2 separate regions of the Macaca mulatta genome follow, and region 1 is linked to region 2. The links are chromatin contacts, called in public Hi-C maps. All regions are on one chromosome and are shown on one strand. The core of a region is the stretch at or near the end of the contact, and the rest is flanking DNA. Distances in the headings are between cores, read along the strand shown. Region 1 holds the start of EID1 (EP300 interacting inhibitor of differentiation 1). Region 2 holds the start of CEP152 (centrosomal protein 152).

Region 1 (6,524 bases), core at 2,331-4,830, 61 kb before region 2:
ACACTCCCACTAATTCTTTACTGATTTCTACAACTCTAACAGATACTGAATTCAGAAGGGTAATAGAGTTAAGGTAAAACAGGCAAAAACTGAGACATCCTTTAGTCTCTACAAGGAGAGGCAACTTGAGATATTTAGAGGCCAAGTAGGTAACGCAAGCTGTGTAAGCACAAGAAAAAACAATGGTGCAAGCCCAATGATAAATATCAAGTGCTACCTGGCCTCTATGTTGGGGAGATAACACTGACACTTGGCAAACAGAAGACCTTCCTTGTCTAAAGGTGAATCAGATGTTTTTGTTTGTTTGTTTGCTTTTTTGTCTGTTTGGTTTTGGGCTACATAGGTCTATAGGTCAAAGGCTCCCAGATCTTTTACTTTAAAAAAATAATAATAAAAAGGTAAGAATCTAGATTTTTAGCTGCTATCTCTGTACTGAGATGTTGGTCTCTTAAAATTATAAGCATGAACCAAACAAAATAGATCTGTGGCCTGAAGATAGCCAACATGGGATATCTGATCTAAGCGAACATTTGTAATACATATGGATAAATTTGCAAAACTCTCCCTAATCACACTGTGTACTCAAAAGCTTCTTTAAATCCCCTATCTTGCAAAATCAGTTAGAATTTCCCCAGAACTCCTTTCTCTAGTTCCCTTAAATGAAGATACACACACACACACACACACAAACACACACACACTCTCACACACATCTTCATTTAGTCCTCACAATTTGTAAGGTACATCCAATTGTCCCTATTTTCAGTTCAGGACCCGAGCCCGAGAGATTAATTTCCCAGTTACTGAGCTAACAAATAGTAGAACCCAAATTTTAACCAAGTAGTCTGGTTTGTCTGTGGTAACTGCATGTAAAGGAAATACAAATGATTTTACACCCCTAAAAGGGGTGTTAAAATGTTAATTTTCTATCCTCAATAAATACAAATAAGTATTTACAATTTTCATTGTCTCTCTGCTTACTGCCTATTTTTAAGACTGAAAAACAACCGAGCCAATTGCAGAGCCCAAGTTTTTCTCCCCAAGATGGGCCTTCAGATGTAACAGGGAGTGTTTCCCACCCCCAACTCTTGTGCCCTACTTAGTCCCAGAGAGAAACAGAATCACAACCTTCTAGTTTGTGGACGTCAGATTTTTTTTCCCCAAGAGTTTATCTTTCCTAGTAAAGATAAACATCTGGAGGTAAATACAACCAGCCAGTTTATTGTGCACTAGCATACCCCCATTCAAACTAATTTACATCACAGCAATTAATTATCTATCCACACTCATCTGACCGTAGCTACAGGCTAATTGAGATAGCAGTGGAAGTGGTAGGATTAAGAAGTCTAAGCACCAACACTTTACTTCCACCATCTCTCCCTCCCAACCCAGCTAGTGTCTGAACAATTCTGATCATCCTTGTCACAGTCCTATCTTTTACAGATCTCTCTCCCCAAAAGGCAGGATGACCATAAAATAAATAATGCTCTGAATTGTCCTGTTGCATTGGATATTTGTTCTTTACTGCTATAATGGAGCAGAAGCATCTGGAACCTTTTTACTGATCATGATAAAACCTGCTGATATACTCATTTTGCTGAACATAGCCTTCTGATGTAATCATTACTCTCCTAGAACCTCAGCATCTTAGTAAGGTAACCATGGCAACATACTCATTGATAGGGCAGGTTTTCCTAGACCAGCAAATTCTTGTAGGGCAAAAACTTAATTTACAAAGTTTAATTTCCAGAAATTAATTTGTGAATTAGATAGCTGAAGCTGGATTATTTTCCCTTAATACTGGTTAACACATACAATAAAAACTAGTATAAAGTATGTATACAATATTATTAGCCAAACAAAATACACAGAACAAGAAATTTTATTATCTCCAATGCTGGTGCATAACAAATAACAAGCTTAATTAGAGGAGGAGACAGAGGGAAACTTCAGATACCAAGGTAATTTCTGGGTAGGTTTAAAACCTTTAAAAGTTGATAGAATAACTGTTCATAAAGTCTTTTTAGATATAGGGCTTTTTACTTGACAACTTTTTATTAACAGTTCTTACAATATGAAGTTCAACTAAAGTATTTCACCTTGCAAGTTAAAACAGCAAGCAAAACAAAATTTCTCTAGTATATAACAGCGTGAGCAATGGTTTCTTTGTACATTCACACACATTTAGTGTCTAGATTTGAAAGTTTTTAATTAAAGATGTCTTAATTTTTGACTTTTAAAAATGGTTATGACAATGAATTTTCTTGATTTATATATCACAGTGGCTTTATAAATGATCAAGATACATGTACAAACAAAATTTCAGACGCTCTTGGAAACACATCTTAAGATACAGAGCACATGTGATACATCTTTGAGTTTACTCATCCTTTTGGAATAATGAAGAATACTTCATTTGTCTTACACTGAAAATTTAGCCTTTGATAACTACGGCTTGACTAGATCACAAAATAGAATTTCCCAAGTTTTCTTAAACTTTCAGTCCAAATAACTCAAAAGATATGTGTCCTAGTTGGATACATTTTTTCTCATTATATAATTAATATCAGTGGGCTCTTGTATTGGCAGTTTGTCTTGGTCATGACTTATTCTTGCAAAACCATCTTTACAGCAAACAAATATGAAAGATATTTTCCCCAATGCAAGGAAAATAATCTGGATCAATAACAAAGTCAAAGCCATAGGTGTTTTAGCACATTCTTGATAACAGATTTCAACGGTCTTAAAATCTTTTTTCCTTTTTCTTTAATGATTCTCCTTTTTCACAACTGTGCAGTCACTGTCCTATTGTCTTCTATTCTGAAAAACAAATTTTTTTGAAGGTCAAGTTTTTCAATGGCACAAAACTATTTGGAATGAACCCAAAAGATAGCGGAAAGTTGGGTCCCTCCTCAAGTAGTTTCCTCCTCTTTTAACAGCATGTAACTACTCTCTATCAATAATCTCATCACAGCCGAGTTCTTCGGTCAGACGATTGACAACCATCAGTGAAAAAAGCTCTTCGATAAAAGCTAACTGATCAAACGGGGTCTTCTCATAATGCATCTGAAACCCGCCATCCAGGGCTGCTTCTCTTGTTCTCAGAAACATCTTGTCGGCTTCTTCAAGAGCAGCTGATACTCTGTAGCCGGCACCACTAAGCTGCTCCTCTTCGGGATAGTCGTAGTCGTCCTCCCAGTCATCAAATTCCTCGCCCTCGTCCTCGCTCTCGAAGTCTGCGCCCGCCACCTGGCCTGGCTGCTCCCCAGCGTTGGGCCCGTTAGCAAGGCTCCGTTTCCCCTCTGGCGCCGCCATTGGCTGGGCCTCCTCCTCCTCCATTGGGCCTTCCTCCTCGAGCTGTGGCGGGGCCCCGTTGCGGGAGGGACGCAGGGATAGCTCCCGGCTCCCGCTGCCTACCTCCATCTGCGGTAGGTCACCCTCGCCAGGCATCACATCCATTTGCAGGTCACTGCTCTCTTCATACAGCTCGGACAACTCGGCCATTTCCGACATTATGCAAACCGCTCAACCTCTCGGAAAAAGCTTCCAGCAAGATAGATGCTGCGCGGCCGTGCGTTTGTGCGCGTGCGCAAAAGCTGCGCGCTTGCGTAACCCCGCGCGCAGGCGTGGTCCTCAGGTACCGCCTCCTGCTTGGCGCGCCACTGTGGTTGGAGTAGCTCAATGTTTTTCCCGGGATGTGGGCGTCGCTTTTTGAGCTAAGTTTCCGTCGATTCGAACTTGGTATCTAGGGACCCTGTAGGCAAGAGCGTAACAGTTTCTGTGTTACTTAACCCTACTGTTGCTTGTGATGCAGCAAACTGGAAAATAACTTTACATGGCCCTCCTAACATTAATGTGCCTCCCCTCCCTTCTTCCTCCTCCCCAGGGCAATTTATCTATGTGCTGATGACTTCTAAATCCACGTTTCCAAACCAGACAACATCCATAACCACAGATCAGCATATTAAGAACTAATCCATTCTGTCCTTTTAGTGTTGTCATTTAAAAAGTTAAATTCACAAACGACATATATATTGTCCTTTTTTTTTTTTTTTTTTTTTTTTTAGTTATAGCGAAGAAATACTTGGTCCCATTTCTTTTCTCCGGGTAGGTATTTTTCCACTATTACCAACGCAGCGTGTACTCTTTAAATTCTTTTTATTTGCATTTACATGTATCTTTATGTATTCATAGCAAAATACTATTTTGTGTGTTTTTTAAAAACATGTTTTACCTGTCTTCAACTTAAAAGCCTCTGCTTTTAAGTTGTATATACTTCTATGAATTATATGACTGTGTATACTTAAGGATTCAAGCACGTTTCATTTATTCTGCACTTTATTTCTATTATTATAACATTGTAGTTACGTAGAATTATACAACTCACCATAATGTAGAATCAGTGGGAGCCCTGAGCTTGTTTTCCTGCAACTAGACGGTCCTGCAACTAGACGGTGATGAGACACAGTGACACCCAAGGTGTGTTCCTTATGTCCAGTGGATTCTGTAATCTCATTTTGGTTGCTGTTACTGTGGAAAATCCTGCCTCACAAAGATAGGATGTTGAAAATGAAAGGAGACTTTTGAGTACTTTTGTGGCAATCTCAGGATATTCCGCCTTGACTTTAATCGAGAACGTATGGAGATCTGAAGTTGTCTCAAACATACTTTTAAGGCCACCGCCATTTGCAATATCAAGCAGTTGATCCTCTTCTAGCATGGACAAAGTGGATTCACCTGGCTTATTCACAAATGGGTCACAGATCCATTCTGTCTTTTGTGGATGGGAAGTGTGATGGTTAATACCGAGTGTCAACTTGATTGGATTGAAGGATACAATTATTTATCCTTGGTGTGTGTATGAGGGTGTTGCCAAAGGAGATTAACATTTGAGTCAGTGGACTGGGAAAGGCAGACCCACCCTTAATCTGGGTGGGCACAATCTAATCAGCTGCCGGCGTGGCTAGAATATAAGCAGGCAGAAAAACGTGAAAAGAGACTGGCCTAGCCTCCCAGCCTAAATCTTTCTCCTGTGCTGGATGCTTCCTGCCCTCGAACATCGGACTCCAGGTTCTTCAGTTTTAGAACTTGGACTGGCTCTCCTCGCTCCTTAGCCTGCAGATGGCCTATTGTGGGACCTTGTGATAGTGTGAGTCAATACTTAATGAACTCCCCTTTACATATATATGTGTATATATATGTGTGTGTATATGTATATATGTGTATATATATTCCATTAGTTCTGTCCTTCTGGAGAACCCTGACTAATACGGGAAGTAATGCTCAAAATCTCTGGAAAGCTGAGATAGGTGATCATGCACCAGCTGGGAGAAAGAAGACCCTGGCTCAGTCTCTTTCAAAATCTCTGCTAATGTTTGAAATGTCAGAAATCCCAGTGTTCATTTGTCACCCCCATGATTCCAGTTTAGCTTTGAAAGCAGCCACTTTATCTGCCAACTTGAACACAGTTGTTGTTCTTCCCTGAAGTGACGGATAGAGTTCATTGAGCAGGTTGAATACGTCACACAAGTAAGCAAGTTTTGTGACCCATTCTGTGTTACTGAAATGTGCTGCCAATGGTGACTGTTTTTCTAAAAAGAAATCTCTGCAGCAGCTCTCTTAACTCGAAAACTCTGGCCGGTGATCTACCTTTAGAAAGCCATCTCACTTCTGTGTATAAGAGAAGACATTATGTGCTCTGCGTCCATCTCCTCACAGAGCTGTGCAAACAGATGTGAGTGAAGGGCATGTATAATATGGTTGATAATTTTAATCACATACTGCAAAATGTTGTTAACTTCAGGTGACATTTTCCAACTAGCCATCATTTCTGTATGGATGACACGGTGCATAGACTCACATTCAGAAGCGACCTCTTTGACCTGATTAGTGAAACCAAAATGCCATCCAGTCATGGCAACTGCTTCACCCATGCATATACCGTTGCAAAATGACTGATTCCATTTTCCTGATATGTAATTATTCAAAGACTTGAATAGTTCTGCAGCTGTGGTGCTGGTTGGCAACAAAAGTGCATATAATGTATCCTCATTCACATCCTCCTGAAAAATATATCACACTCAAAAAAGCATTGTTGCTTTGTTGTCAGCATCAGTAGACTCATCAACCTGGATTGTGTACCACGGTGACTCATTAATCCTTTCTAACAATTGTACCTCATTATCCTCTGATATTTAATCAATTCATCTAGTTGTGGTGCTAGCCAAAAGAGGAACCCATGCCACCTTTTGAACTGCAGCCTCTCCTAAAAGTTCATGACAAATGTCCTTAGTAGCAGGCATGATCAACTCTTCACCAATAGTAAAGGGCTTCTTAGCTTTAGCAAAGTGGTTAGCCACTAAGAATGATGCTCTCAGTGCAGACACATTTGATGAAGTGGTAGCCTTCAATAATTGCTTCTATTCTTTATGTTCACATTGTTTTCTTTTGAAAAACTCCAAAGGCTTAGTATTAATGCAGGGTGCTTGGTCTCCATGTGACAAAGCAGTTTAGAAGGCTTCATG
Region 2 (5,734 bases), core at 1,735-4,234:
AATATGTCCAACTGATTTTTGACAAAGATGCAAAGCAACTCAATAGATAAAGGCTAGCCATTTCAACAAACGGTGCTTGTGATAGCTAATACTGAGTGTCAACGTGATTGGATTGAAGGATGAAAACTACCTCAGACCCCCGTGTGTACTCTAGTCCAATAAGCCATAGTACATAGAAACACAATGGAAAATAATATTTTTACATTTAAAAGCTGTTTCACACAATCTCTCTTTTGTTTTGCTTTTTTTGGCCACAATCCTGAGAAGTGGGTATTATCATCCCAATTTTCAGGTAAGGACTTTGAGGCTTTTGAGTGTTAAATTGTTATGGACAATGCTAGTAGATAGGAGAGCTGGGACTTGAACTCAGATCTTCTTACTCTAAGTTCTGTGTTCCTTTGAGGATAGTATTCCTTGATGATAGCACTTTGGATAGCACTCCTGTGGTGGCATTGCTTTGACCTGATAGCTTTGACACCAAAAAGGAGGAAAAAGGAGAAATGATGGTTTAGCTTTACTTTTATAAATGCTTGTTAGTGGGAGGGACCCCATCTCATCAATAATGCGACATTTTCCCTTGAAATGTCTCACCCAGCTCATAGGTGTGCCTATTTAAAACATGCAAGGCAAACATGGAGCAAACGTTTCACAAATAACCTTTCGTCCCGCATTTGAGATCTTTGGCAGTTTTACTTTCTTCCCCCACATTTGCCTTTGTTATCCCAGAATGCCTCTGTCTGCTTGTGTTTCTTCAGATGTGCACACCATTACCTGACCTCTGTAGAATGCCTTTCCTATTCTCCCAGGCTTAAAGCTCTTCTATGGACTACCTCCTTCCTGCCTTCTTCTCCAGACTTACCTCTAAATTTAAGATTCCTGCACTTTTGCTGGTCTGGCCTTCAGATTTCACTCATGCCAATCAACTGGCCTGTTGAGCTCTCTCCTTCTCTTCTTCCTCGAACCTGCCTTGATAGATTCATCCCTAGGTGTTCACTTTCCCTAGAATTATTGCCTATTCTTACTACACTTAGTAAACATTTTTTGTTATTATTTATCTTTCTATGTAAGGACCTTGTAACTCAAAGTGTTGGTACCTTGAGCATAGGAGTCCTACCCTGCACCTAGGCTGGTACTTAAACAGGATACGTGGTCAAAGAAAATTTAGTCGAATATATTCTTAACTCCACTAAAAACCATTTTTAGAGGCATGGCAAGATGGGAGGTTGATTTATTCTTTATTTTCCCTCTTTGTCACATATATACTAGGTTCACTAAAGTATTTTGTATGTAGTGATGAGCTCTGGGTTTGGAGATAAAGGACCTGGTTTCAAATTCTGTCTGCCTTGTATTAGCTGTGTAGCCTTGGACAAGTCACTTAATTTATTTTTATGTAAGTTTCTTCAGCTGGAAAATGGGGTAGGAATACCTAGGCCCCCCACAGTGTTGTAGTGAGAACCGAATGAGATAATGCTTGTGAAATAATTTACCAATCTGTAAAGCACTGTGTAAAGGATTATAAACACTGCCTCCTCCTGTGTTTCCCCTGACACCTTTTATGCTTTCATCCTTCTAAGAAGCAGTTGTTTGTGCATGGGGATCACCTGGCATTCTTGTTGCAGCACTCCATTATAACCCTCAGCACAGAAGTTTGCCAATCGACTTCAGTGGGATGTGAGAAGTGAAAAGTGCATTTGATTCTCACTAAGATGCCTTGGGTCAGATTCAACAAATGCCATTTACTTGAATGCCTTTTATTTGCTTTTACTGCCTGCCCCCCCTGCCAAAATCTTCATCTATTTGTTCATTTGTTCATTTATTCATTTTCTCATTTAATGTAATTGTTTTGAGTGCCTACCAGGGTCATGAAACATGTTAGATACCCAAGAAGTAAAGTGAGTACTTCAAGATATTCACATTGTACTGAGTGTAACAGACACACAAAAACTATAGTGGATATAAGAACTATAATAGGATATATAGGATACACTGTGTACAGAGGTAGGAAAGATCATTTCTGCGAAGTGAGGGAGTGTGTATCATGAAAGGCTTCAAAAGAGGTGATAGTCTATCTCGAAAACTAAGTAGGAGGAGAACTAAGGTAGAGGCAATGCAGGTGAAAGAAACAGCTTTCACAGCAGGTGAAACAAAAAAAGCGCTCTGGGAACCATTGTTAGCTCAGCCTGTGATTTCATTCATTCTATTACAGTGGATTAAATTACCTGTTATTTGCCAAACTCTATACCAGTTTATGGGGTTACAGGGGTCAGTGTAGGCATGGGGGTGGATGGTGAAGTAGCAAAGGAAAACTAGCCACATTATGAAGAGCCTCGAACAGCCATTTTACTCCACGCCAGTACACATGGGAAAGAGTTGAAAGGATATGTGAACCTGCTGCCACCAATTCCTTTATTATTCACTGGAACTGTTTCAGCCAGAGAAGATAGACACAGTACTGGGCTTCACTGAAGACTGGGTGGCGCTGTCTTTAGGGGCAGGTTAATAATATACACCTAAGGGACAAGAACACTTACACCCGAGGAAATTAGAATAGTGAACAGACACGTGGACAAATGTGCCATCTTATCAGTTTAAAGAAGCAAAAATGTAAACAAAGCGGCACCTAGTAAGATAGAAGACAAAGCAGAACATCTAAGGCTGTTAGGTAATGGGGAAGCAGGTGCCTTAGAAAACAAGAAGGGCAAATGCAAAAAACCTCTAAGGCAAGAGTTCGGTGGGGAATCTGCGGGATTCTGTGTGCTGAAGCGTAGGAGGCACGAGTCACCTCTGCAGTCTCCGTTACCAAAGGGGCAAGGGGTGCCGGTAAGGCCGGTGCACCCTGGCGGAAGGTAGCGGGCAAAGCGCCTCGGCGTCTCTAGGCAACCGATCAGCCCGCCCACTCCAGAGTAACTTCCTCGTAATTGGCTCACGAATTCACCAATGGACGCACAGGGGGAGCTTCCCGCCACCTCTGGCGCCCGCTTTCAAACAGCCGTACTTTGCAACTGCGGGCGGACTTGTCAACCAAGCTTGAGGAAGGCGGAGACTTCTGCTTCCTCGCTCTGCCCCGAGCCGGCACGGCTCCGCCCACCGGGCGAGCTTCTAGTCGGCGATTGAAGGAGGCGACTGCTCCTTAAGGGCCTCCGCCCCGTGGGTTCGGTTGTGACTAGGAAGGAGCTAGTGGACTACAACCAGGGTAAGGGGGTTTGCTAGAAGTTGGTCTTCCGCCAGGGCTAGAGTTTCCTCGCGGTAACAGCCTGCGTGGCCTCTGGTGAGTTCTGATTCACGGGTGGGCTTGGACCTGGGGTTAGAGGAGTTGCGGGGTCCTCGGGATCCTGGCTGAGGGTTCCCCGGGGGCTGACCTGCCCTCTCCCCAAATCCCGCGGTGGTGGACTGCCCGCAAGTTGCGGGCTCAGCTTTTACCTTTAACGTGTCATTTAGACCTCTTCATTCCTCCAATATCCTATTTAGAAGCGACATATGGGAAGCCCGCCTCGTTTCCAAACTGCTGGGGTCGCCCCGAGACCCTACTCTGCGGACCCCGCCTTGGTCACCCTGGCGTTACTCCTGGCTCACAGTAGGTGCTGTGTGCACGTGTGTTGACCGAGTACAAGTGATGCTGGCACCCAAAGCCAGCAGTCCTGGGTTATGGGCCCCGTGTGGCTTTGGTCATGTTTGTAGTGCTGTAGCTGACGCCAAACAGTTCCTCAAGGTCATTCGCTTAGCCTGTGGATGCCTATTGTGTATTAGCATTACTCGCTCCGCTCTCTGAGCAACTTAAATCAATTTGTCCAAAGTGCTGTCATTAGCACTGATCACAAGATGTTGTGATCATTTGTTTATATGTCTATTTTCTTTCCCTCCATCACGTCCCGTTAAACTTTGTAATCTTGAACAGTGCTTGGTAAATTGTTGAATGAATGAATAGGGCGCCTCCACCAGGTGTTGCAAGTCTAAACTGAGCTGTGTGCTCTGGCTATTTCCATTCTAGAAGGCGAGTTATGTCAGCAAGTAAGTAGAATTTCCCAACTCCCAGTGCAATTCTTAGAGACCCCTTTTGTGGGGGTTTATAACCCTTTCTATATCGTAGTCATGAACTCGAGTCTGATTTAAGCCTGTTATCACCATATACCTTCATAGTGCGTGACAATGAACATGCACTCCCCAGGCAGGTGAATGCGCTCAACTAAAGAGAAGCTGAAGTAGAAGCCATAAGAAAAGCATAAGACATACAGTCTGAAAGTGCAAAGGAGTGGCTTATTCTATGGGGGAACAGGCTTGGAAAGGCATCTTGAAGGAGGGTGGCATTTTTGTTCCATAGGAAGTTGCATTATTTGAAGTGACATTTCTCATAGGCTGCACACTCACCTTTTCTCAGATATGCGGAATCCTCTTTATTCCCGTAACCTCTTCGGTAGCTGTCAGACTCCTATTCATCAGTAATCATGTCATAATAATAATAAAACTAGAATGTATTGATTGGTACATAGTGCTAATTACTTTACATGTATTATCTTGTGAATCCTCAGAATCAATCTTTGAAGTAGGTATTATTTCTACCCCCATTTCATTAACGAAGAGGCAGAAACGGTTTGCTCAAGACTGCACTGCTGATAAATAAAAGAGCCAGAATTGAGCTCAGGTTGTCTGAATGAGTGCCCTCATTCTTAGAGCCAGTTATAGCCATATTGTGTCCTTTAAGATTTATTTCTAATCTAAAAGCTCTTTTTTTTCTGTAAAAATTCTCTAAACTATCCTTTCTTCTTAGGAAAAGTTAATTTGTGCTTTGTACTTTCATCTACTACGGAATTTATTACAATATGTTATTGTAACTGTTTATATCAGTGGCTCTAAGAGAGGATGAGCAGAGACAGTGAGCTCCTCATGGCTGGTACCATGTTTTAGATGTATCTAGGATGTGATCTGGAACACAGTGGGTATTCAATAAAATTTTATTGAAATAATGAATTCCTATAAGGTAACATGCCTGTATCATATTCAGTCAACAAATATTTGTTATGTGCCTACCATGTGCAAGCGGGTAGATACATTTTAATTCTGCCTTCAGGGTGCTTATAGTTTATTAGATGAGGCGAAAACAATACTACTTTTGCTTTGTAATCTTTTGTCTAAATAAACACTGATTGGTTTTGTTGCAAGGAGGGCAGAGAAAATCAGGGACAACGAAAGAAATGCTGGGTCAGAGCATCCATCGGAGTGTAACAACAGGACATACTTTTTGTAGTCTTGTTAAGGGTTCAGAAAAAGTTATCTAGGAAGAAAGTCTACCAGTCTGCTACTGAAAAAGAAAACCAAAACATACTGTACACTTATTCTGCATCTTGATTTCTTAAGTGGTCAGCCTTGAGTCAATAGATATAGAAAATTTTCATTATTTTTACTAGTGGTATAGTATGACAAATTCAAAAATAATTTTACTAGTGCAAATGTTCATTTTCAATATATTAATTTTGATAGTTTTCAAGATGGTTTAGCAGTTCATATTTTCACCAGCAACTCATGAGCCATACAAAATACAAAATAGTCACCACTGGTTGATAATTTTTTTTTTTTTCAATCTAGTGGTTGTTGAAAGTGGCATATCGTTGTTTAAATGACACTTTTTTGAAACATCACGAGCTTAAGCATCTTTTCAAACTAATTGATTTACACTTTTTAAAATAAATTGTCATATCAGTCACCCAATTTTATATTGGATTGTCTGTCTTTTTAAGAA

What was found. A called contact is a pair of places that touch in the nucleus more often than the background predicts.
Region 1: a Hi-C map of CD4 T cells shows a contact between it and region 2, with 3 times the contacts expected there. The contact joins the promoter of EID1 here to the promoter of CEP152 in region 2. A contact is called at or near these places in 2 of 14 Hi-C or Micro-C datasets (CD4 T cells and blood).

Annotation. Positions count from the first base shown.
Region 1 is chr7:26,203,612-26,210,135 of T2T-MMU8v2.0, reverse strand. It overlaps EID1 (EP300 interacting inhibitor of differentiation 1), which reads right to left and starts at 3,580. Exons shown (of 1, transcript NM_001265838.2): 1 at 1,860-3,580. The coding sequence starts at 3,513. The coding sequence ends at 2,947. All of the region lies in intron 4 of SHC4 (SHC adaptor protein 4), which reads left to right.
Region 2 is chr7:26,142,838-26,148,571 of T2T-MMU8v2.0, reverse strand. It overlaps CEP152 (centrosomal protein 152), which reads left to right and starts at 2,984. Exons shown (of 27, transcript XM_077939387.1): 1 at 2,984-3,193.